Linked DNA regions of Macaca mulatta: region 1 is linked to region 2. A link is a contact called in public Hi-C data. All regions are on one chromosome and are shown on one strand. The core of a region is the stretch at or near the end of the contact, and the rest is flanking DNA. Distances in the headings are between cores, read along the strand shown.

Region 1 (3,386 bases), core at 826-3,325, 800 kb after region 2:
CAGCACTTTGGGAGGCTGAGACGGGTGGATCACGAGGCCGGGAGATCGAGACCATCCTGGCTAACACGGTGAAACCCCGTCTCTACTAAAAAATACAAAAAACTAGCCGGGCGAGGTGGCTGGCGCCTGTAGTCCCAGCTACTCGGGAGGCTGAGGGAGGAGAATGGCGTAAACCCGGGAGGCGGAGCTTGCAGTGAGCTGAGATCCGGCCACTGCACTCCAGTCTGGGCGACAGAGCCAGACTCCGTCTCAAAAAAAAAAAAAAAAAAAAAAAAAAGACTGGTTGAGAGGGGACATGCTTGCCTTGTGTCAGACTTTAGGTGGAAAGAATGTAGTTTCTCACAATAGAAACAATCTATTGTTAGCGGTAGAATTTTTGTAGATGCTCTTTATCAAGTTGAGGAAGTTCTCCTTTATTCCCAGTTTGCTGAGTTTTTATTATGAATGGATGTTGAGGAGGGGCACTTATTATTTGTGTGTGACAGGATCTCACTCTGTCACCCAAACTGGGGTGCAACCTCACCTCTCACGTTGAAGCGATACTCCCAAGGAGCTGGGACTACAGATGCCGCCACATCCAGCTAATTTTTAAAAACACTTTTGTAGAGATGGGGTCTCATTATGTTGTCCTGGCTGGTCTAGAACACTTTGGCCTCCCAAAGTGCTGGGATTACAGCCATGAAACACTGCACCTGGCCAAGGATGTGCACTTTTTAAATGTTGCTTTAAATCAATCTATCCTGGAAATTGCAAGCAACATGAAATGGCAACTGTTCACAACAACTGCCTACTATAATCAATATTCTTGTGCAATGCATATACTGAGCGTGGGAGCCCCCCAAAAATCACTTGCCTTCATGGTCTTTGGCAAATAAATATTTTATTTTTTATTTTTGAGACAGGGTCTTGCTCTATCGCCCAGGAGGGATAGGGTGCAGCAGCGAGATCTAGCTCACCGCAACCTCCACCTCCTGGGCTCAAGCCATCCTCTCACTTCAGCCTCGGGAGTAGCTGGGACTACAGGCGCGCCGCCAAGCCCGGCTAATTTTTGTACTTTTGGTAGAGACAGAGTCTAACCATGTTGCCCTTGCGCTCGAACTCCTGACCTCAAGTGATCGACCCACTGGACCTCCCCAAGCGCTGAGGTTACAGGCGTGAGCCACCGTGCCCGGCCTCCAAATACTTAGGACTTTAAACTTGGAAACCCTATTCACAACACAAACTCCGAGTGAAGCTCTGTGGAGCTTTCTTACAGGAAGAAATGCAGGAGTTAATCAACAGGTATGTGGGATGTTCCCGCATCAAATCCTAAAGATAAAATTTTAACCCAGTTCCTCTTGCATGTATCTGCTTCTCCCCAACCTTGTCTCGCAGAAGCCACAGCACGGTCTGAAAACACGCCTCGTCTAGATTCAACACCTCATTTAGAAATTCAGTTTCTCGTTGCTAGTTGGATAGCGTTTGGCAAGTAATTTGAAAAAATAAAAATAAACCCACGGACGGAGTGGTCTGGGATTTAAACAACATAACGTAAGGTGAAAAAAGCACTCAGGCGCGGACAGCCATGGAGCGTGACTTCCTCTGCACTCTTTCCCGGCCAGCTCCACGCCAGAGCCGCGCGCTAGGCGGAGGCTGTTGGTAGCGGAGGCCGGAGTCGCACGCCTACGAGACTGCGCGGACCCACCCGAAAGGAAAATGGAGGAAGTGGCGTGAGGCTGCGACAGTGAAGGGTATTTTTCTCTTTTTAACGGGCCGCTAGACCTCCCGTCAAAGGAAGCGCCCGACGGGCCTTCGAAGTCCACGCCCAGACCCCACAGCGCAGCCGCCCGACCGCCTCTCTCCACACCGGCCAGGGTCCAGCCTCTCCCACTCTCCTCTCCCCGCCCCGCCCCGCCCCGCCCCTCCGCCCAGCCAACCCTAGACCCGGCATGCGCTGCGCCGACCTTTTCCTTCCGAGCCGACCCCCACCTTCGGCGCCTCCCAATGACAAGAGGCGCGGAGCATTGTGGTCCCGCGCGCGAGAGCGAGGCCGAGGACAGAAAAAGAAAGCAAAAGACCAGGGCGAGCCGGTAGAGCAGACCCCGCGCATGCGCACGGGCGGGGGCGGTGGTGAAAAAGGGCGGTGCGTGGTCTACGGCGAGCGGAGTGGGGCGGGGTCGCGCGCCTTGGCTGGGAGTCCGCGAGCCGGGAGGGGCGGGGGGTGAATGAGGGAGCGGGCGGAGGAGGAAGTGTCATGGCGTCGGGCCGTGGAGCTTCTTCTCGCTGGTTCTTTACTCGGGAACAGCTGGAGAACACGCCGAGCCGCCGCTGCGGAGTGGAGGCGGATAAAGAGCTCTCGTGCCGCCAGCAGGCGGCCAACCTCATCCAGGAGATGGGACAGCGTCTCAATGTGTATCCTTTCCTATCCTGCGCCGCTCACGCCCTGTTTCCCTTGCCCGGTCGCCGGGCCTGGTGCTCCGCGAACATGGCGCCGCCGGCCTCGGCCTTCGCTGGACCTCGGCCCCGCGGTCAGGGAAGTAAGGCTCCAGCTCGGGCAGTCGCGAGGGGCTAGCAGAGGAGGGGAGGAGGAGATAGGACCCCAGGAATGCGGGCCAGGAGTCTGCGTTGTGTAATCTGTTTCGGGCAGCGCGTGGTGGTGGCGGCGGGGGATGGGAGTGTGGCTCAGGCGAAAGAGAAATTTTAGGGATTATTGCAGAAAAGGGGCGGCTCCTTGGACTTGTCCCTGTCCCCTAAGGGTTTGAGAGGTAGAAGGGTTAGCGATGCTGAAAGGCCTAAGTGTTTTCCGCAGCCTTTCCCCGCTCTCCTCGCCGACTTGATGGCGGCTCTCTTCTACCTTGGGAGCGCACTGGAGGTCTTTTATGTTCTTGGCGTGGTTTTGTATGGGTGTGTGCGCGCGCGTTTCAACTGTTTCATTTTGAGTTTAGTCAGTCGTAGCCATTGATAAATAGTTCCAGGGCCCTCAGCGCTGGGAGAGTGAAAAGATCAGCAGTTCTTCCTCCCATTTATTTGGCGTAGAGTCTATTCTCTTCCTGCCGCCCCACCCCCCGCGGGCGTTTATTTCTTTATTTCTAGTTTGGCGTTTGGATTTGAATGGGAGGTATTGGAAAAGAACCTGGGAATTTTCCATCAAAATTGTTTTGGGAATGAGATCTTGCTTTTGTCAGATATTTCCTAAATACTGTGTTCCAGCTCTCAGCTTACAATAAACACTGCGATTGTTTATATGCACAGGTTTTATATGCACCATTCTTTCACCAAATTCAACAAAAATGTAAGTACTAGTTTGTTGCCTGTTTTTACTATGCGCAAATTTGAGGGTAAATCGATACGCAGAAAAAAAGTTGGTCATTGCGTTGTTGGATTTAGTGTTCTGAATTAACGGTAAA
Region 2 (3,464 bases), core at 106-2,605:
GCAGATTTCCCTGTGGTTTTTTAGTATCTTGACTTGACAGTTCATAATAGCTGAGGAGCCAAGTGGCTGATAATTTGGGGCTCATCTGGTCAGGAAGTGTTAGAGCCATTTCCTCCAGCTAAGCTTGAAGACAGGATTGACATAAGGTGCCCAAAGCCCAGAACTTGCTCAGTGCAGGAGAGGCTATGGATGTGCCCTTTTAAGGTCCTGGGGTCAGGAGACCTCAACCAGCTATGAGCTCACTTACAAAATGAAGGAGAGGGACTGAATCATTTCTAGGGTCTAAAAATTCCATGATTCTCAGTTTGTAAATGCCTCTGGTGGGGAGGGTGGGTAGTAGGGTGGGGGTAATCTAAGTCCAAGAAATAAGACCCCAGAGAGGACAACGAAGTAGGGGTGAAGTCCTGCAGGGCAGATCAGAGGAAACTGAATATGAATCCTTATGAGGTCTGGATGTAGTGACTGGTTATGGGGTCTGGAACTTGCTGGGGTTATGATCTTGTGGATTCTACCACGAACTTAATAGCCCACTCTTCCTCCATTCCAGATACTACTTAACAATAAACTATAATGCTTATCGATGTAAATGTATGGCATTCTCTCTCCTGGGGCTTGGTTGGATTTAATCTGTCATGTCAGTCAATGTTCTTTGTGGTGCCTTCAGGGCACAGGATGTGTTTTATTTGTGAATTTACAACAGTGCAGTTTTCAGCTAGCTCATCTGGAGTGTTCCTAAAATCCACGAGTGGGAGCAGGGCAGAGAAGGAAGAATGGATTTCATGTATTAAGTGCCAGATATCCCTAAGTATTTCACATATATTTCATATCATCTTCACAGTAACCTCATGAAGCAGCATTTATTATGCTCATAGATAAAGATGAATTCAAATGGTTAAGTGGCTTGCCCTAGGTCACGAAAACCAAATGGCTGTATACATACTGCTTTGTGTAATGCGTTCTAAGAAAGAGTAAACAGCCTCAGGGCGTTTTGTTAAAGTTGCCTGCACCCGTAAGATGGTTGAGACCACAGTCTCCCCATCACTGGGCTTCGCTGCTGTAAGGCCCCTTGTCCTTTGGGGCTTGGACTGCGCCACTCCGGAGGATGCATTGTCATATCAATATCTGCACACCGCCCCTGACCTTGTTAGAATATTATTTATGACCTCGATCGGAGGTCCCGCGCTCGCTCCTTTCTCCCCTTGGGCTGCGGAACAGAGTGGCTGGGAGAAGTCCTCCTAGACAGGGTTGAGAGTTTGCCGACGGCCCCTGAGAAGCTGGGGCGTTCCGAATTGGCTGAGCCCGAGGCCGGGGGCGGGGAGTTTGCCAAACGTCCCCGGCCGGAATTTCTGCCTCCTAGAGCCACGAGCCCAGAAGCGGGGAGAAGTTGGTGAGGTCGACTAGGGGAGGGTTGCCAGGAATTGAGGACAGACTCCCGCCCCGGTCTACTGAGCTCCCAGAGGAGCGTCCCTGCTGCGTCGGGGCTGAGTGTGGACGCGCTGCGCGCGGCCCCGCCAAGGCTGGTAGTTTGCAGACCGTCCCTGCCGCGGCCCGCTCCGCGGCGGCCCTGCGGCTCCCGCGGCGGCGGCGGCCCCGGGCGCGATCCAGCCCAGGTAGCCGCGCCGCAGGCTCGGGGCGTCGCGACCCAGCGCCTTGGGCCCCGTGGGCACGGCGGCCGGCGGGTGCTCCTGGCTGCTGCTGCTGCCCAACAAGGAGGTAAGAGCTGCCGGATCGGGATGATCGCGTCGGAGCTCGTCATCCCCGCGGGGTGATGCGCGCAGAGGGGACCGCTGGGGGCACGGGGAACCGGGCGCGGGCGAGGAGAGCCCGCACCGGGGTCGGCGCGGTCGGGGGCTTCCTTCCGTCGTTCCTCTGCCGCCTGCGTGGGTGCCCCGGCCCCGGCCTCTCTGCAGGACCCCGGAGTGCAGACGGGGGACAAGCCTTGAGGAGCCCACCTGCCCCCGGCAGCGCCTCCCGGGGGAGGCTGAACCCACCAGGCCCCGTGACGAGGGGGCTTGTCGGCTTTCCTAGGGACAGTCCAAAGGAAGCTCTGGTTGCGCGGGCTGGAGGCGAGCGGCCAGGGATGGTAGATGGGCGCTCGGACCGCGGAGGAGCTCGGTGGGGGTCACGCCGCAGGCGTGGGCCGGGCCGGGGTCCTCGGGACCCAGGCGCACTGGGCGGGCTCGGCCAGAGGCCAGTAGGGAGGAAGGAAGAAGGAGGGAGGCTGGCCCTGAGCCCCTAGGGAGGAGGCATGCGGCGGGCCGGTGCTCCGGGCCTGAGGGTCCAGGAGGCCCGGGGGCGCCCCAGCTGTTAGGGGACGGCCCACGGGTCCACGATCCCGCCGGCGCGCTCAGCGCTGCTGCCGGGTCTGGGAGGCTGCAGGGAGCGCAGAGCCCACACCCGCGCACACACTCCCCGAGAGCATGCTCAGTGCGGTCCTGGGAACTTCCTGCCGAGTCGTGAGCCGCCCCGGCCCGCTCCTGGCCCACTCCTGGCCCTTGGCTCGCAAAGTTGGGGGCGGCGGGGCTAGAGAGTCGTGGGCGCCGCTCTCGCCTGTGGCTCCTCTGCGCCCCTGGCCCCTGCCTCGCCTCAGTTGAGCTCCGCGCTCTGCTCTCCCCCGCTGTCCCCGCAGCCGGGATTGGGGGCGTGGGTGTTAGCCCCTGCTCTCAGTGGCGGGGTGGCCAGAGGCCTGGAGCGCGACTCTCAGCCTGGTGGACCTGCGCGCTGTGCGCCCTCTTGGTGCCCGGACCTGGCGCGGCGAGCAGGCGGGGTGCAAGGGGGTGTGTGAGCCCAGGGACGCTCGCGCACACACTTGCTGTCACACACAAAGCCGTGGTTTTGTAGCCGCCGCGCGGAAGAGCCGAAGAGGGAAGGGGGTGGCGCTTGCATTGTCCAGAGGCGTTTGGAGCGCTGATGGGTGCTTGGCTCCTCAGGGCTGCGGGAACCGGGTGATGTGGATGGATTCGGTCTAGGGCCCGGCCCTCCTGGGACCCACTGCCAGGCCTGGCCCCGGGTGGCCGCCGCTATCTGCACCTGGCTCTGGCGGCCCAGTTAGGGGAGGTTGGGTACTTCTAGGTCTGTGAAGTTGGGAAGGGGCAAACTCGGGTTTCTGTGGGGTTCGGGTGGATGGCAACATCGCACTTGTAAACACACCCAGACCCAAGTGTTAGAGGTAGCACCTCATTCTAAAGAGATGCGAGTGGGAAGCTAGGTCGTTGAACTGACCGCCCACCCCCCAGTTTATTGTCAGGACCTGATCAACTTGGTTTTTACTCCAAGAGACTCCCCAGTGTTAATCTCTGTGTCGTGAATGAACATCCTAAGCCTTGCGGCTGCATCAGAACTCCCTTGTCGGATCCGAGAAAATCACTGAACATTTTTTCATGAAGGGCAAAGCACCTGAGATCTTTCGTGAATGAATTTTCACCCCCCTCCCCCCGTCCCCACTTCTTTCCTATAAATTATTT

The links. A called contact is a pair of places that touch in the nucleus more often than the background predicts.
Region 1: a contact with region 2 is called in a Hi-C map of fetal cortex germinal zone, with 7 times the contacts expected there. The contact joins the promoter of LOC144333374 here to the promoter of MGAT5 in region 2. A contact is called at or near these places in 2 of 14 Hi-C or Micro-C datasets (fetal cortex germinal zone and fetal cortical plate).

Annotation. Positions count from the first base shown.
Region 1 is chr12:26,526,162-26,529,547 of T2T-MMU8v2.0, forward strand. LOC144333374 reads right to left here and starts at 2,076. Exons shown (of 6, transcript XR_013401981.1): 1 at 1,944-2,076. It overlaps CCNT2 (cyclin T2), which reads left to right and starts at 2,203. Exons shown (of 10, transcript XM_028830656.2): 1 at 2,203-2,391; 2 at 3,190-3,271.
Region 2 is chr12:25,726,647-25,730,110 of T2T-MMU8v2.0, forward strand. MGAT5 (alpha-1,6-mannosylglycoprotein 6-beta-N-acetylglucosaminyltransferase) reads left to right here and starts at 1,356. Exons shown (of 18, transcript XR_013401979.1): 1 at 1,356-1,713.